Linked DNA regions of Mus musculus: region 1 is linked to region 2. Evidence: chromatin contacts called from public promoter capture Hi-C data. All regions are on one chromosome and are shown on one strand. Each heading gives the region's core, a stretch centred on a gene start, on an enhancer-like site or on the middle of the called end of the contact. The rest is flanking DNA. Distances are from core to core; before and after follow the strand shown. Region 1 overlaps Cfdp1 (craniofacial development protein 1). Region 2 holds the start of Ldhd (lactate dehydrogenase D).

Region 1 (2,700 bases), core at 153-2,652, 170 kb after region 2:
GAAATAATTTCTGGTTCCTCGACTATAACCTGGTTTAAAGGAGACTGCTGTTGGACGGGAAAGTTACCTAGTTAAATAATACTAGCCAGGTGTGGTGGCGCACGCCTTTAATCCCAGCACTCGGGGGAGGCAGAGGCAGGGGGATTTCTGAGTTCGAGGCCAGCCTGATCTACAAAGTGAGTTCCAGGACAGCCAGGGCTATAGAGAAACCCTGTCTCAAAAAACCACAAAAAAAAAAAAAATTGCTTTCTTTTCCTCCTCTACTGTACTCAAATAGTTACATAAAACACAAACCACTTCTATTGCTCTACTGGAAAGTTTGCTGACTGAATGGTGGGAGAGGGAAATCCTTCAACAGGAGTACTGCCAGATCAGTGCACCTCCTAACCCTCATCTGAGAAACTTCTACCTGCAGTGGGTGGGGACTGGCCAAAGGGCAGAGAACAAGAGAGGGACAAATGCTCATCCGTCAGTGGAACAAGTACCACACTCCCCTCCCCGAAGGCTCTGACCGTCGAGGGAGCGAGGAAGAGAGGGTCTAGGAGCTAGAGGCAGTAGATGACTCTCAAGAGCAGGCCTCTCCATCCACAGTGGGCAGCTGCACATATGACCTGACAGTAGTTGTGACAGCATACAAAAGCCCTGTGCAAGCTCAAACCAGACCAGATACCAGCACGGAGAGGGGAGCTGAGCACAGAATCCCACACCTAGCTGTGTTGGCATGTGTTAGCCGCAGGGAGAGAAGGAGTTTTCTCCAGTGGATGACCACACATCCAATAGTATTTGGGCAGCACAAATTGGTCTTGATGCTAGGTCTGTTTTTTGTTTTTAAAGTTGGAAGTTGGATGGGTCTGTAAGGAGGGGTAGATTTGGGAAGTTGGGACAGGGGTGAATATAATAAAAACACACTGTAAGACACGCTTAAAGAATAATTAAAAAAAAAAATCACTGCCATGGGATAAAAGCACCATATAAAATAGAAGGCAGTTTGGACTGGGAAAAGGCTCAGTGGTAGATGCTAGCCTCAGAATTCTCCAACATTTAGGTCTGATCACCACACACACTGCACAGTAAAAAGAACAAGTCCGTTTTATTATGGTCCTGCAAAAAGAGAAAAAGTGGAATGAAAAATTTCCCTGCAAATGGAATCAAAATTCAAATAGAAAACCCAAGACTTAGAGGCTCCTCAGCAGGCTTCACCTCTCTGCCCATGGATTCTTTTCTCACTTTTGGATCTCATTTGCTCAGTAAGAGTTAACTCGTACATTAAAGGAACGTTGTTCCAGCTTTACAGAAAGCTTTTAAGGACAGGGTCAGTGCAAGGACCAGATTCTTCATGAACTCATTAAGCAGACAGGTCACTGTGGCCTCAGGGTTCATTCAGCAGCAGGAAAAGCTCCGCTGGTAATGCGAGTTGTTTCCTGTACATCTCAAAATGCACAGGACGGCTCTGGTCTCCATTGTGAGCCTGCTTCCTGACTGGGAAGGAAAGAAAATACTTTCACGATGACTATTCTTTTCTTAGGCTGGTGTTACATTTGGCCACAAGACATCATGGGCAAGCACAGGGCTTCTACCCCAGGGCACTTTCTAATGCTCCTCTTTGCAGTTAATTATGTTCTGACAAGGCTGTGTTTACTTCACCAGCTTTTAATGAATTGTGTGTACATGCTGACAGCTGTAATTAGTAAGTGTTGCAGTAACTGCATCCTAGTCTCCTGTACAGCACAGCGTCAGCCACTCTTCTCTTTGCCATTCTTTTTTTCTTTCTTTCTTTTTTTTTTGTTTTTTTGAGACAGGGTTTCTCTGTATAGCCCTGGCTGTCCTGGAACTCACTTTGTAGACCAGGCTGGCCTCGAACTCAGAAATCTGCCTGCCTCTGCCTCCCGAGTGCTGGGACTAAAGGCGTGCGCCACCAATGCCCGGCCTCTTTATCATTCTTGACCCTCCTATTCCTACTCCAAAGTGAGATTCAAGGCTATTAAGGAAACCCAACTGGTTTTTCTATATCGTTCAGAAATGCTCTGTTTTATACTGTTGAATCTCAACATCTAACCTGAGAACGCCATTCAGGATTGCATAATCACCATGCTGTTGAGAGAAAACCCGGTGCTTCTCTCTGGAGTAAGAGATTGGCAGATAGACAGAGGACTCCAGAACACAACTCCTAGACAAAGCTCTCCATGCTGGACAGGACACAGAGAACTCAGCATGGTGCTGACAGTCACAGACAGGAAGCTTTCTCTCAACTTTATATCCATAGCCGTTTGGGCAGGAAACGGGGGACGGGGTGGCTGTGGGAAACTGACCAACAATCCTATACTTTTCCTGGCTTTGGACTCAGCATTTCTGGAGAATGCAAGTTCTTTTCCTCGGCCCGCTTTTCCTTACCCTCATGGCTAAGATTCTCTCCCCATGCTTGGTTTATGTTTTTCTCAAGCAGTAAATAAAAAGGCACCAGGGACCCACGGCGAAGAGCTCTGGCTAGAAGAATCACTTGTCTCAATCTTTCCTCTCTGCTTTGGTTCTTGGCCTTGCCGAGGTCCATTTCCCTACAAAAAGTCAGCTGCCATGGTCTGTTTTATACCTCAAGTCCCGTGGCCTTTAACTGACAGACATTCTAGCTTAGAGCTGTCAGATGCACCGCGAGCCTTGGTGTCCCAGCCCACAGCAGGAAGGTTCCACTCTCCAGCATGCTGC
Region 2 (2,700 bases), core at 95-2,594:
TGGCGGCCCCGGCCTGCGGTGTGAAGCAGCCTGCCGTCAGGCAGCACTACCTCCAGGTTAATCACGTTGTCCCGCATGGTTCCATAGCGCACAGCATTGGTGCCCGAGGCCCCGGTGGCTGCCATGCCACACAGAGAAGCATCTGCGCCTGGGTCTAGAGAATGAAATGCTGGAGAGGGCAACTGCAGAGGCCCTTTCCCTCTTGTGGGAAAGATGGGGCCCTGTGAAATCCCTCAGACCACGCCCCCAAGCCCTCGGTCAGGTACTCTGTGGTTAGTCCAAGGCCTACCAACAGGAAACCAAAGGCCACTGTCACGCAGGTGGGTATTGAGAGCTTTACGGGTGACTCCAGGCTCCACCACCACGGAGAAGTCTTCTGTATTCAGCTCCGTGATCTGGTCCATATGGGTCAGGTTGATGCACACTCCACCCTGGTAGCAAGGGAGTCAAAAACAGCTGCCCAACCTAGGTCTCTAGGCCCGAGGCAGCCCGCTAGAGCCCCATTTTATGGCTGAGGCCTGCAGCAACCATACCAAAGCTCTGGGATGGCAGGTGAAGAGAGCTGTAAATGTGTCCTGTATAATGGGACCAGACCCAGGGCACCCCCACTATACCTGCACAGCACAGACTCCCCCCTCAACACCGGTGCCTGTGCCAAATGGGATGATGGGAACACCTTGATTGTAGCACAGGCTTGCCACTCGGCTGACCTGGTCCACATTCTGAGGCCAAACCACAGCATCAGGAGGTTGACACCTAGAAGCAGGCAGGCCCAGAGGTTTGAAAAGGATGGAAGCTTCTCACCCTCTCTTATCCAGGAACCTGCAATGGTTTAAGGACCCAAGGACAGGGACCTCAGCAGATCAGGGCAGAGAGCACCTCTCCGTGTAAGGATGCCAGAACTCCAAACAGGTGACCAGAGAGACAGGGACCCTCAGTCCCTTCTGATACCTGTGCATCGATTCATCATGCCCGTGTTGCTCTCTGACTGCAGAAGCAGTGGACACGTGGGGGCTCCCTACAACTGCCTTCAGAGCCTCCACAAAGTCCTGGCTGAGTCCACCCTGCAGGGGAGAAAAGTGCGAGGGGGTCATCGGAAAGACAGTCGGAGGGAGCCACAGACCTGCCCTGTGGCCGGGTGGGAAGAATGAGGGGCTGGTCAACCTGCAAGGTGACGTCACTGAGCCCCGAGGACATTACGTCGGGCTCTCCACCCTCTGGGACCCCATCCACAAGTAGACTTATACCTGCGACCCCCTGGAGCAGAAACTCCTCCAGGGAGACAGCCTCTGGGTGGCCACCCGAAGGAGCATGGCCATAGCCAGACCGCAGCTAAGGGGAGAATAACTAGGCGGAGAGGAAGCCTTGCCAGCCTGCCTCTCGCTGTGCCCAATAGCTGCCCTGGGTGGAGCCTGCTTAAGGTGGAGCCGGTTTAAGGTGGCCTCTGCAGATCTGGAAAAGAAGGACAACAGCTACTTCACGTGTTACAAGTCAACTAACTGCTGCTCCCCGAAGAGCCCTCCAAACAAACATCGTGTACGGAGGCTTTCAAGTCCCACCGGGCACTCGGACTTTGTCTTCTACACTTCCAGCCTCTTCTTTGATCTCTAAGCTGCAGTTTTCCTTTCCATTCCAGAGCTCAGGCCGGCCTGCAACCTTGGCACATACACTGTGCCCTACTCCCTGAATCATCTCCTGACTCCCTGTCAGGCAGAGCCTTCCTCACCTTGCAAGCCTCAACAGCATGCCACAGAGTAGACTTGCCACCATGACCACGAAGAGGGAAACTCCAGAGGTCATTCTGGGACAGAGTGGGTAGCATAGTGCAGTGCCCAGAAAGGCCGCCTTGCAGAGGAGTGCTAAGGAAAAGCAGGGAAGGAGATTAATTCCAAGACCATCCTGTTGGTTCCAAACAACTCCCACAGCAATTCCAGAAGAGCCTTTGCTACCACCACTGAGCTAAACTACCTCCCAATGACTCTCTTCCTTCCGGTCAGGAATACAAACTCCTAATTTATTTAGTTTTTTTATCCAGCTTTATTGTGTCTGTGTGCATGATGGAGGAACATACGCGCCACAGTGCATGCGTAGAGATCAGAAAACAACTTCGTGGAGTTGGTGGTTCTCTCTTAATTCACCAACCACATTTGGATGAATATGTAAAAAGAGAAAATCATGCCAGCCAGGCCTTATGGTATGCACCTGTAAACCCACACAGAGAGTCTGAGTTAGGAGGAGGATGAGATGAAGCCAGCCTGAGCCATAACAAAAGAAAACAAAACAAGACAAAATGACAAATTTAGTTATAGGGAATGGGGTGGTGGAGAGATAGCATCAGAGTTAAGGGCACTGATTGCTCTTGCAGAGGACCCGGGTTCAATTCCTAGCACCCACATGGGATGACTCACAACCATCTGTAACTCAAATCCCAAGCAGGGAATCAAACACCCTCTTCTGGCCTCTGTGGGCCAAATACACAGGCAAAACACTCATACCTATAAACTAAAAAGAAATCCTTAAAATAGCAAATTTAGTTATAGATCTAATTGCTTTTATTTGCTCTTTTTGGATTGGGGCACCCTCCAAGACTACAGAATTGAACGAAACCCCCCAGCGGACAGTGGGTTCTCTAAAACAGGGACAACAGGAGGGGAGCTGATGGGTTGAAGTCAATCTGGCCTTCCTGGTAAGGTTAAAGCA

Evidence for each region. Promoter capture Hi-C pulls out the DNA fragments that hold promoters and counts their contacts.
Region 1: a contact with region 2 is called in a promoter capture Hi-C map of liver. The contact joins the enhancer-like site here to the promoter of Ldhd in region 2. A contact is called at or near these places in 5 of 39 promoter capture datasets (the 3T3-L1 cell line, cranial neural crest, embryonic stem cells and 2 more) and 2 of 484 Hi-C or Micro-C datasets (embryonic stem cells and liver).

What each region holds. Positions count from the first base shown.
Region 1 is chr8:111,800,214-111,802,913 of GRCm38.p6, forward strand. All of the region lies in intron 5 of Cfdp1 (craniofacial development protein 1), which reads right to left. Among named protein-coding and RNA genes, the nearest start is that of Gm39252, 47 kb to the left of the region's middle. Within about 2 kb of position 1,403, at least 33 of the 459 cell types and tissues checked have an H3K27ac peak or open chromatin away from gene starts, as enhancers often do. A contact at or near this core is called in liver, where this site is marked.
Region 2 is chr8:111,628,992-111,631,691 of GRCm38.p6, forward strand. It overlaps Ldhd (lactate dehydrogenase D), which reads right to left and starts at 1,345. Exons shown (of 11, transcript NM_027570.4): 1 at 1,248-1,345; 2 at 952-1,064; 3 at 615-756; 4 at 290-431; 5 at 1-154. The coding sequence starts at 1,319.